3 separate regions of the Zea mays genome follow, and regions 1 and 2 are each linked to region 3. The links are chromatin contacts, called in public Hi-C maps. All regions are on one chromosome and are shown on one strand. Each heading gives the region's core, a stretch centred on a gene start, on an enhancer-like site or on the middle of the called end of the contact. The rest is flanking DNA. Distances are from core to core; before and after follow the strand shown. Region 1 holds the start of LOC100282698 (phosphatase DCR2). Region 2 holds the start of LOC100282175 (GATA transcription factor 25). Region 3 holds the start of LOC103629592 (subtilisin-like protease).

What was found. A called contact is a pair of places that touch in the nucleus more often than the background predicts.
Region 1: a Hi-C map of endosperm shows a contact between it and region 3, with 2.3 times the contacts expected there. The contact joins the promoter of LOC100282698 here to the promoter of LOC103629592 in region 3. A contact is called at or near these places in 3 of 25 Hi-C or Micro-C datasets (ear, endosperm and leaf).
Region 2: a Hi-C map of endosperm shows a contact between it and region 3, with 2.3 times the contacts expected there. The contact joins the promoter of LOC100282175 here to the promoter of LOC103629592 in region 3. A contact is called at or near these places in 3 of 25 Hi-C or Micro-C datasets (ear, endosperm and tassel).

What each region holds. Positions count from the first base shown.
Region 1 is chr6:96,992,458-96,995,802 of Zm-B73-REFERENCE-NAM-5.0, forward strand. LOC100282698 (phosphatase DCR2) reads left to right here and starts at 1,669. Exons shown (of 4, transcript NM_001371881.1): 1 at 1,669-1,907; 2 at 2,041-2,191; 3 at 2,347-2,738. The coding sequence starts at 1,707.
Region 2 is chr6:97,029,873-97,033,028 of Zm-B73-REFERENCE-NAM-5.0, forward strand. It overlaps LOC100282175 (GATA transcription factor 25), which reads left to right and starts at 1,608. Exons shown (of 7, transcript NM_001412071.1): 1 at 1,608-2,324; 2 at 2,426-2,506; 3 at 2,623-2,735. The coding sequence starts at 1,839.
Region 3 is chr6:96,709,794-96,712,930 of Zm-B73-REFERENCE-NAM-5.0, forward strand. LOC103629592 (subtilisin-like protease) reads right to left here and starts at 1,506. Exons shown (of 11, transcript NM_001301471.1): 1 at 1,206-1,506; 2 at 328-536; 3 at 1-87. The coding sequence starts at 509. It overlaps LOC103629593 (probable aminodeoxychorismate synthase, chloroplastic), which reads right to left. Exons shown (of 13, transcript XM_020539309.3): 13 at 2,379-3,137. The coding sequence ends at 2,847.

The DNA of each region.
Region 1 (3,345 bases), core at 419-2,918, 280 kb after region 3:
CGCCTCGCCCGACCCCTTGGCTCGGGCTCGGCCGCGGCAACAAAAGGCAGACTCAACCTCGGCTTCGGAGGAACCCCCACGTCGCCCTGCCTAGGGCACAGACCGCCGCGTCAACAGGAGGCGCCATCATCATCCTACCCCGAATCGACTCGGGTCACGGAGAACAAGACCGGCGTCTCATCCGGCCAGCTCCGCCAGAGGGGCAATGATGGCGCTCCACAAGCTCTATGACGACGGCGGCCCCCGGCTCTCTTACGGAAGCAGGACAACGTCAGCAGGGACTCGACCGCTCCAATAGCTGTCCCTCCATCAGGCTCCGCCGCACCTCCGACAGCCACGACATCACGCCAGCAGGGTGCCCAGATCTCTCCGGCTGCCACATTGGCATGTACCTAGGGCGCTAGCTCTCCCTCCGCTAGACACGTAGCACTCTGCTACACCCCCCATTGTACACCTGGATCCTCTCCTTACGACTATAAAAGGAAGGACCAGGGCCTTCTCAGAAAAGGTTGGCCGCGCGGGACCGAGGACGGGACAGGCGCTCTCTTGGGGCCGCTCGCTTCCCTCACCCGCGTGGACGCTTGTAACCCCCCTACTGCAAGCGCACCTGACCTGGGCGCGGGACGAACACGAAGGCCGCGGGACTTACACCTCTCTCACGCTCGACTCCGGCCACCTCGCCACTCCCCCCTTCGCGCTCGCCCACGCGCTCGACCCATCTGGGCTGGGGCACGCAGCACACTCACTCGTCGGCTTAGGGACCCCCCTGTCTCGAAACGCCGACAGCTGCCAGGAGTAAGTACCGTCGGTCCAGGATTGGACGGGGTGTTACAAGTGGTATCAGAGCTGACCCTCGAGGTTTCACGGGCGTGTGTGAGCTAGAGGGTTCGGGTATATGGCGCATGGCGCATGTGGGTCTGAAGTGGTCACATGGCATGGCATATGACGACACTAGACACACGGACGTGGCTAAGAGGGGAGGTTTCTGGATTGGGGTTGACCGACGAGGACGTCGGTCTTCTAAGGGGGTGAATTGTGATATCCTGGCCAAAAGTTTAATAGAATTAATAGAGTATTCGTATCAACAAGTTGCATCTTCTTTTTCGGAAGCCTATCTCTAAAGAACCTCCAAGTTAAACGTGATTGGTTTGGAGCAATTTGGGATGAGTAACCGACTGAGAAGTTTTCTCGGGTGCGCATGAGTGAGGACAAAGTGCACAAAAAAACTCGTGTTAGTTTGTGGGGACGATATATGATCTTAGAAAGCTGTCAGGAGTAAGTACCGCCGCTATAGGGATTAGACGGGGTGTTACATAACTATGGATCATTCGATAAATTGGTTCCCGGACAAAACTAAATAAATAAATAAACTCATGGCACCGTATGCAGGGCCACGAAATTCAGCCATGTTGCTTACCTAATACCTGGACGGCCAAGACTTGGTAGCCTGTGACCACCATCATCTTATTTTAGGACATCTTTTATGTCATCACTCACAAGGTAACATAGTAAACGTCAAATTGCCGGTAGCCCTCTTTTACGTAGTGGAACATGGCAGCCATTGAAGCTGACGGACAGGGGATGATAGTGATGCTGCCAGTGCTGGCTGTGCTATGAAAACAATCCAGGCAAAGGCAATATGAAGACTGAACCTGAAAAAACAACAAGCGACATGTTCACGCCTGTTGGTTCGGTTCGGTTTCGGCATGGAGGTAGCTGAGAGACCGATGGCCTCGTCCCACCTGGCAGCTCTCGTCTCCCTGCTGATCCCCTGCCTCCTTGCGCTTCTGCTGCTCCGCCTCGCCGCCGTGCTGGACCCGGACCCCGACGCCGCCGTGCCCCGCATCAAGGCGGCCGCGCCCCTCCCTCTCCGGTTCCGCCACGATGGCGCCTTCAAGATCCTCCAGGTGCGCGCCTCTCGCCCAGGCCCAGCCCACCCACGCGCGCACTCGCTCGCTCGCGCTTGCTTCCCGTCCGCCCCCCCGCGCGTTCGTCTAGGAAGCTTACGACCTGATCCCGCTCTCTGACGCCCGCTGCTAGGTGGCGGACATGCACTTCGGCAACGGCGCCACCACGCGCTGCCGGGACGTGGGCCCCGAAGGCGGCGGCGCGCGCTGCTCCGACCTCAACACCACGCGGTTCCTGCGCCGTGTCATCGAGGCCGAGAAGCCCGACCTCATCGCCTTCACCGGTGCGCTTCTCTCTTCTCCTTTCTACATCCTATTACTTGCCCTTTTGTGCTCCTAGACTACGAAAGTTGTTTCCCTTTTAGTCCTTTACATATACAAGCAAAAGGGGCGCATTGTAATTTAATCTTAACGCTCACGTTGGTTCAATTTGGATCAGGGGACAACATATTTGGGGGCAGTGCAACTGACGCAGCAGAATCACTACTCAGAGCAATCAGCCCTGCTATCGAATACAGGGTGCCATGGGCTGCCATCTTAGGTAATCATGACCAAGAGTCGACAATGACCCGGGAGGAGCTGATGACCTTCATGTCTCTAATGGACTACTCGGTATCTCAAGTAAACCCACCTGGTTTTTTGGTACATGGGTTTGGGAATTATCATGTTGGCATCCATGGGCCATTCGGATCCGAGCTGGTCAATACTAGCCTGCTTAACCTTTACTTCCTGGATAGCGGTGATCGTGAAATGGTGAATGGAGTTAAAACATATGGATGGATCAGAGAGTCTCAACTCGCCTGGCTTCGTTCTACTTCCCTGGAGCTTCAGGTACTTTCTGATTATTATTGATAACAAAATCACAGCATGTGAAGTTGTGATTGTAATTTGAGAACGCTAAAAAATGAAGTGTTAGAAACTATTGAACAAATCTGGGACCAACAGTTAATCAAGTTTGCTTAGGTACCATTTGTTCATATTCAGACACAATTGTTGTATTTGTATATATACTCTGTATTTCTTTTTTCTCTCTCTAACTTGCAGGAGAACTGCACATCTTTATATTAAGAAGGAAAAGAAAGGATCCAAACTAGACCGATACAAGAGAGGGTACATACACCCCTGGGGGCCAAAACCTGACATACTTATAGGGATCCATAATGATAAAAGCTTATAGCATTACTAACTACCAACAGCTATGGCCAAAGTTCTCTTAAGACCGCAGGCCCAGCCTAAAACCAAGCTCTGACCTCCTCTAAAATTTCTTGCTGAACTCTGGGTGTGCTAGGAGGGTTCTTCTAAAAAATACAAGCATTCCTATGCTTCCAAACACACCATGCCACAATCATAACCAGGGAATTTAAACCTTTTTCCTTGCATTTAGGCAACCTTGCCTCAGCTTTCCTCCACCATTCTTGAAAAACTTCATCATTGAAGT
Region 2 (3,156 bases), core at 358-2,857, 320 kb after region 3:
GGAGAAGACTTGATGGTGCTCCGTCGAGGCTTTGTGGGCTGCTACTGTCCCATGGAGTTCCTCTTCTTCATGGCTGAGGAGACTGTTGGGCTTAAGTAGTTATGACTCATCTGCAGTAGAGTCATGTTCTGCGAGTACGTCTTCCGCACAGGGATTAGCTGCTTTCACAAGGTTCCATTCTGCATTGGTGAGGTGCTTGGACAGCTCCACCTACTGAGTTGCAAACATGTAGGCATCACTCGTAAAAACCTTTGCAAGGAAGAAAAAGGATACTTTAACCAGTACTACATTCAGGTAGGGGTGGGCGTTCGGGTTACCCGAAAAATTCGGGTCGGGTAATTCGGGTTTTTAAAATTTCGGGTTTTGAGAATCGATACCCGAAATTACAACGGGTTTTGCAATACCCGAAAATTCGGGTACCCGGAATTTCGGGTTCGGGTTCGGGTATTCCCGAACTACCCGAACTATTGTGTCGGCTTCGTAAAAACACATACACCCTATTAAATTAGTATAAAAATATAGTTTGAATAATGATATACGTGAATATATAAAACACAAGCAATCTACAATCACAAGTTATGCACACTTACACATAATTATAGATGTACAAATTAATAATTAAGTATGACATTAGTACATGACACATGAAAGTTTGGGTAATTCGGGTACCCGATTGTGATACCCGAATTACCCGAAATTCCCGAACAAAATTCGGGTTTAGGGTATTTCGGGTTTCGGGTTTTTTGCCCAGCCCTACATTCAGGAACTCCAAACTACCAACACTGATTGGGCGATTACCACAACCAAAATGTAATATTTACAGTGCTCAGCTTGTGAGCACCCGCTACCAACACTGATTCCCACAACCAAAAGGCAACATTTACAATGCCTAGCTTGTGAGCACCCGCTTGGGTAGTAACTCATGTCACTATCATTACATCAAGCATTGCTACTGCTAACAACCCAAACAATTGAGAAGCAATTCCCTTTCCTAATCAACGACATTACAACAATTCATGAGTCCCAGCAATAGCTCACCCACCGCCACTGGCTCCACAGCGACTGGTCATGCCTGCTTGGCCACATGCAGATCTTAGGCTAACCACACTGCAAGTTTACGACCAGTCTAAGAACTAACTACTAAGAACCTCATATCCAAAGCACCCCTCAACCGCAACAAATGCACAAGCAGGAACATGAAGGGGGAAAAAGTGCAGGTGATTCGGACGGGAGCAGGAACGAGCGTTGGTATTATGTTGACCTGTGCGACTTGAGCCGCGCGACGAGGAGGCCCTGCCCGAGCAGCGCGTCGACGTTCTCAGTGGCGATCACAGAGGGTAGATTGCCATGCGTGGTGAGTAGAAGTTCTGGTGGTTCAAGAGCCCGCTGCCGTGATGCTGCCCCTGCGCACGGACAGCCGCCAGCGCGAAGGCCCTGGCGGAGAAGATCGCCGCCTTGATCGATCTTTGGTGGGAGGCGGGGACGGGGGAGCGTGGGCGGCGGACACGGAGCGGAGACTGGCGCGCAAGCATCGCGGAGGATGCGGCGCTGAGGCCAGGGCGAACGGAGAAGGGTGGGGAGAGCCTGGCGGGACATGGTTGTGCAAAGAGTCTACACTATTGACTTTAATAGATAGTAGAGAAGTAGCGACTAGGGACACTGTACTGCAAAAACTAGTGGATCCGACGTCTGTGATCTGTCAACAAAAACCCGGACCCACACGGCCGCCTCCTGCATGTCCACCCTCCAAATCGAAAACAGATCGAAATCCTAGGGTAGGGTTACCCTCCACCCCAATCCCCATCGTCCGTTCCGATCCGATCCCTCACCGTCCATCAATGTCCCACTCCCACCATGACGGAAGCAAGCCCTACCAGCCGCGCCGGGGGCCCGAGCGCCCCCCGCAGCCGGCGGACGGGATAGCCGTCCCGCCTCCTGCCGCCGTTGCCCCGTCGGTGGAGCACCTCGTGGCGGCCGCCGCCGAGGCGGAGGCGTTGAGTCGCTTGGGCGCGGAACAACAGCAGCTGCTGCAGGGGCACGAGCAGGAGGTTGGGGAGGAAGAAGGGGAGGACGAGGAGGAAGACGAGATGGAGGACGACGACGACGACGACGATGAGCAGGAAGGGCAGCACGGCGGCATCGGTGTGGAGCACGTTCCCATGGACGCAGATGCTGCTGCTGCCGCCGCCGTGGCGGCCGCTGGCGCGCAGATGGACCCGCACTCGGTGTTGGTGCCTGGGACCGTGCCACCCATGGCGACCAACCAGCTCACCCTCTCGTTCCAGGGCGAGGTCTATGTATTCGACTCTGTCTCCCCTGATAAGGTGCCTCTCCTCTTCTGCCCTCTGTAGACGTGAACTTGTTTTCTCTGCGTGTAGCCAATTCAATTCGCTAGACCGATGAGAGTTTTTGGTTCTGTCTGCAGGTCCAAGCCGTGCTTCTGCTGCTTGGAGGCAGGGAGCTGAGTAGCCTGAGCGGAGCGTCGTCCTCTGCACCTTATAGTAAGGTTGGGATATGTGATGTTGAATCTTATGTATAATAATGCCCGTGACTATGTCCATAGTAACTGCAAACTGGAATGGATAGTTCACATACCTGTGTTTGCTCGTCTCCTCCTTTCAGAGGTTGAACTTTCCACATCGGGTGGCATCACTGATGAGATTTAGGGAAAAGCGGAAGGAGCGGAACTTTGATAAGAAGATCCGGTACAATGTCCGGAAGGAAGTTGCACTTAGGTTGGTGATAGCTGTTTAACTTTGGCTGGTTACACTGTTCGTACTATCTAAAGTGGCATTAAGTTTGTTCTGTCGGAACTTAATAAACTTAAATTGTGATTGGAAACCAAGGATTTGTTCTATTGTATGGTATCCTATTGCCCTTGAAACTCAATACATCTCTTGTGTACATTTGTTCAAATGTAACTAGTTCCAAGTGGGAAGATGCATGTCCTAACTCCATGGCATTTTCCAAGTTATTATGATTAGAATAAATCAATTATTCGTGAACCCTGTTTTTATGTGGTATTTTTAGTAGTGCCTAGAAGGGCAGGATTGGTGTAGTGGTGAGAGTTGTGTCACCGAGTCACTGTTTGTGTGTTCGAAGCAGCCTCTCTGCATTTGCGTGAGAAGGCTTGTCTCGGTTTATCCCTTCCCAAGT
Region 3 (3,137 bases), core at 256-2,755:
TTCTCGTAAGTTCCTTCTACTAAAAGCGAGTCTAGCAGCTTGTCATGGTGTCCTCGGAGGTGGAGGGCATACGATTTGACAGCCTCGCTGCAAAATCAGTAAGCTTGAAATGAAGGCAAAACTATTGTGTTTGAAACATGCTAAGCGCAAGCCAGAGTGCAATGCAAAAATATAGTAAGGAACTTTCAGAGTTTGACATCAAGGATCCTATAGGAAAAATAACGGCAGGCAAGTTCAGATAGCAATAAAGCTTCAGAAACGAAATTGAACAACAATCAGTCTTGAGAGCCATGGCAAAGAAAAGCATCAGCGAGAGTAGTTCATTACCTGGTTAGATCAATTTCCTCGTCCGAATCCACAGCGGTTGCTGGAAATCCTTGGACACCGCCTCTGTAGCTAACGACCGGATCCCCTTCCATGGTCACGATGTACACATCATGCGTTCCAAGGGCCGCCCATTGCACTTGCACAAAGATAACAAGCAAACAGGCAAGCCTGATCCTCCTCATCTTTCACCGATGTCAGCACCGCAGAACCTTCCAAATATAGAGAGCCAGAAAGCACGAGGTCACGCAAGTATTCAGCACAAACAAACAAAAATTGAAAAAGCATGCATCTGCACTGCAGTCAGTCGAAAGCTTTGTGACGCCGCCCCCGGCCAGACCAGCAAGGGTAGAAGCAGTACTAGGCGGGCAACACTGACTGCCGCGCGCGGTGCAACCTTCCAGTAAATCACACGGCCATGTCACTCAAGGTGCGGCATCACAGTGGTCCACAGCCAGTACGTGCCCGCGGTGGCAGAGCTAGCCCACCCCCCCCCCCCCCCGGGGGGCTTCCCGTGGAGGTGTGGGAGCATTTATGGAACCTCTTAAATCAGGGGTTGGCAGTGGCGTTAAATGGCGCAGATTAAATGACGCGATCGATACGAGAAGGAGAGAACGGCTACCGCCTGCGCCTTGGATGCACTGCATATGCATTCATGCATGAGATGAGAGGTTTGGTGTTCAGACGATGAGCTAGTAAAACGCTGTCACTTTTAGTAGCTGGGGGAACAACGAGAAAGAAGCGTTTCGATCGAGTAGTTTCCGGAGGGCAAGAAGAACAGAACGGAATCTTTTTTTCTTCTACTTCTTTTTCTGGTGTCCGACAAGGAAATACTAAGAGCGAAGGACTCAATGCAACGATTGCAACCGACGATCACTCACTCGCGACAGCAGGGGCGGTTCCTGCCTCCGCTTCCGGCGGGATCTCCACTCCAATCCACTGGACACCGAGGAAGGAACAGCGGCGGCTCCCCGGCGCACGGCTCAGTGGGCGTCGTCGGTCGCGCCACCCAATGGCGGCGGCATGCCCGGGCGCGGCGCTGGCGGGACCAGCGAATCGCTCCGCTCCGCTCCGGGGGGTTGGGCCGTTGGGGTAGGGTTTGGGGAGCGGGGAGTGGAGTGGCAGTGGGCAGTGAGTGAGGGGGGAGGCGGGGAGCGGAAGGGAGGCAAAGGTGCGTGCTTGCGATGGTACTGGCTTGGCTAATGGTGCGTCGCCTTTTGGCTGCCTCCCTTGTCTTTAATGGAGGGAGAGGCAAGGCAAGCATCTCAAATCCTTGGGGTTTTTTTTCTCTCTCTCTCTCTCCCTTTGCAGCTCGCTGCTCCCGCTCTCGCCACGTAGATAAGCCGTCCCGGCAGGGCCGAAGGTGTCAGTGGGAGAGGCGCTGTGAACGCGGCGTACGGAGAAGTCCTTTTTATAATAAAATCGACGGCGACACGTCCTCCGGATATGGCCGCATGGGCATGGGGGAGGAGCAATCACCGGTTCGGAATGCGTGCACCTGGTCTTGGTGAGGTGTCCGACATGTCAGTGACAATTGGCTCATGGTCTTGTTCGGTAGCAGCAGGTCTCCTCTAGTGTGCGCCCGGCCCGCGTGAGTCGTGACTGACCAGAGACCCAGCCTGCCAAGCAGGGGCCGTGGCCCGTGGGCCCCGGCGCGGAGTGGAGCGGACTCTCTCCAAATCCAAACCAACAACACACGTCATAAAAACCGCATTATAGATCTAATCACTATAGTAAAACACAGGAGACCTGCTAGAGATAGGCTCGAGCTGAAACTCTGAAATCAGTAAGAAAGGAAGAAACTGTGGCACTGAAACTCTGAAATCAGTTGCAGTTGCACAAACCTTGGAGTTTTCCCTCCACAGGTCTCAGTCGCAAAACTAAACACAAAAAAAATGCATCTCAGGAGTCAGGATTCATGAAGGTCACCGTCAAAAGCAACAACAACAAACTGCTCCGAATCTTTAATAACAGAAATCCCTGTCAACAGAATATTCAGAGTAAAATGGGATTTGAGAAGCTGGATGGAAAGCTCAACCCAGGAAACGTCGACAAAACGTGAAATTCGCCCACCCACCCTCGAAGTATTTATAACGTCAAAGAATAATATCACTTCAGGAACATTGAACTGGTACGACAGTGCAACACAACCGTATCAGTTTGTTTCACTTCTGCCACACACACACTGTTGTTCTTGTATATGCTCACCGTATATGCCACACACACACACACACTATAGTTGAGAGAGGCCATGTCACCTGACTCTATATGCTAACCGTGGATCCGACTGACCTCGACATCCTCTTCGCGTCTCCTTTATTTCCTTCTGGCAAAGGGATGACCATCGCAAAGAAGATACGCCACCTCACCCCCCCCCCCCCCCCCCCCCCCCCTCTCCCACTGCCAATGTTCATCAGCACGCACCGGTCACTGATACCAAATTTCTGAGACACATGGTGTTTGCCGAGGTCCATCGTAAGCGCTTGGTGTCGCGACAAATAATGGTCCTTTGCCTATCTGATCTAGCTGATAGTTGTCTGCATGGAATCCGACCGGTCTGAGCTGTAGATCGTCTGAACGAGATCCTCAACCACCTCAGTCGGGGCTTTCGCTTTCAGCAGCATTTCGTCGTACTCTGCTTCTGGGCTCGACAGCGCTACGATCGCCCCACCCGCCCCGACCGAGGCTTCTCCGTCGTGCAGGATAACAGTTCGGATCACAATGTTCAGGTCGAATGTGTGGTTGTACGAGAAGAACCCGATCGATCCTGAGTACACTCCTCTTGGGCTTGTCTCAAGTGAATCAAGGATCTC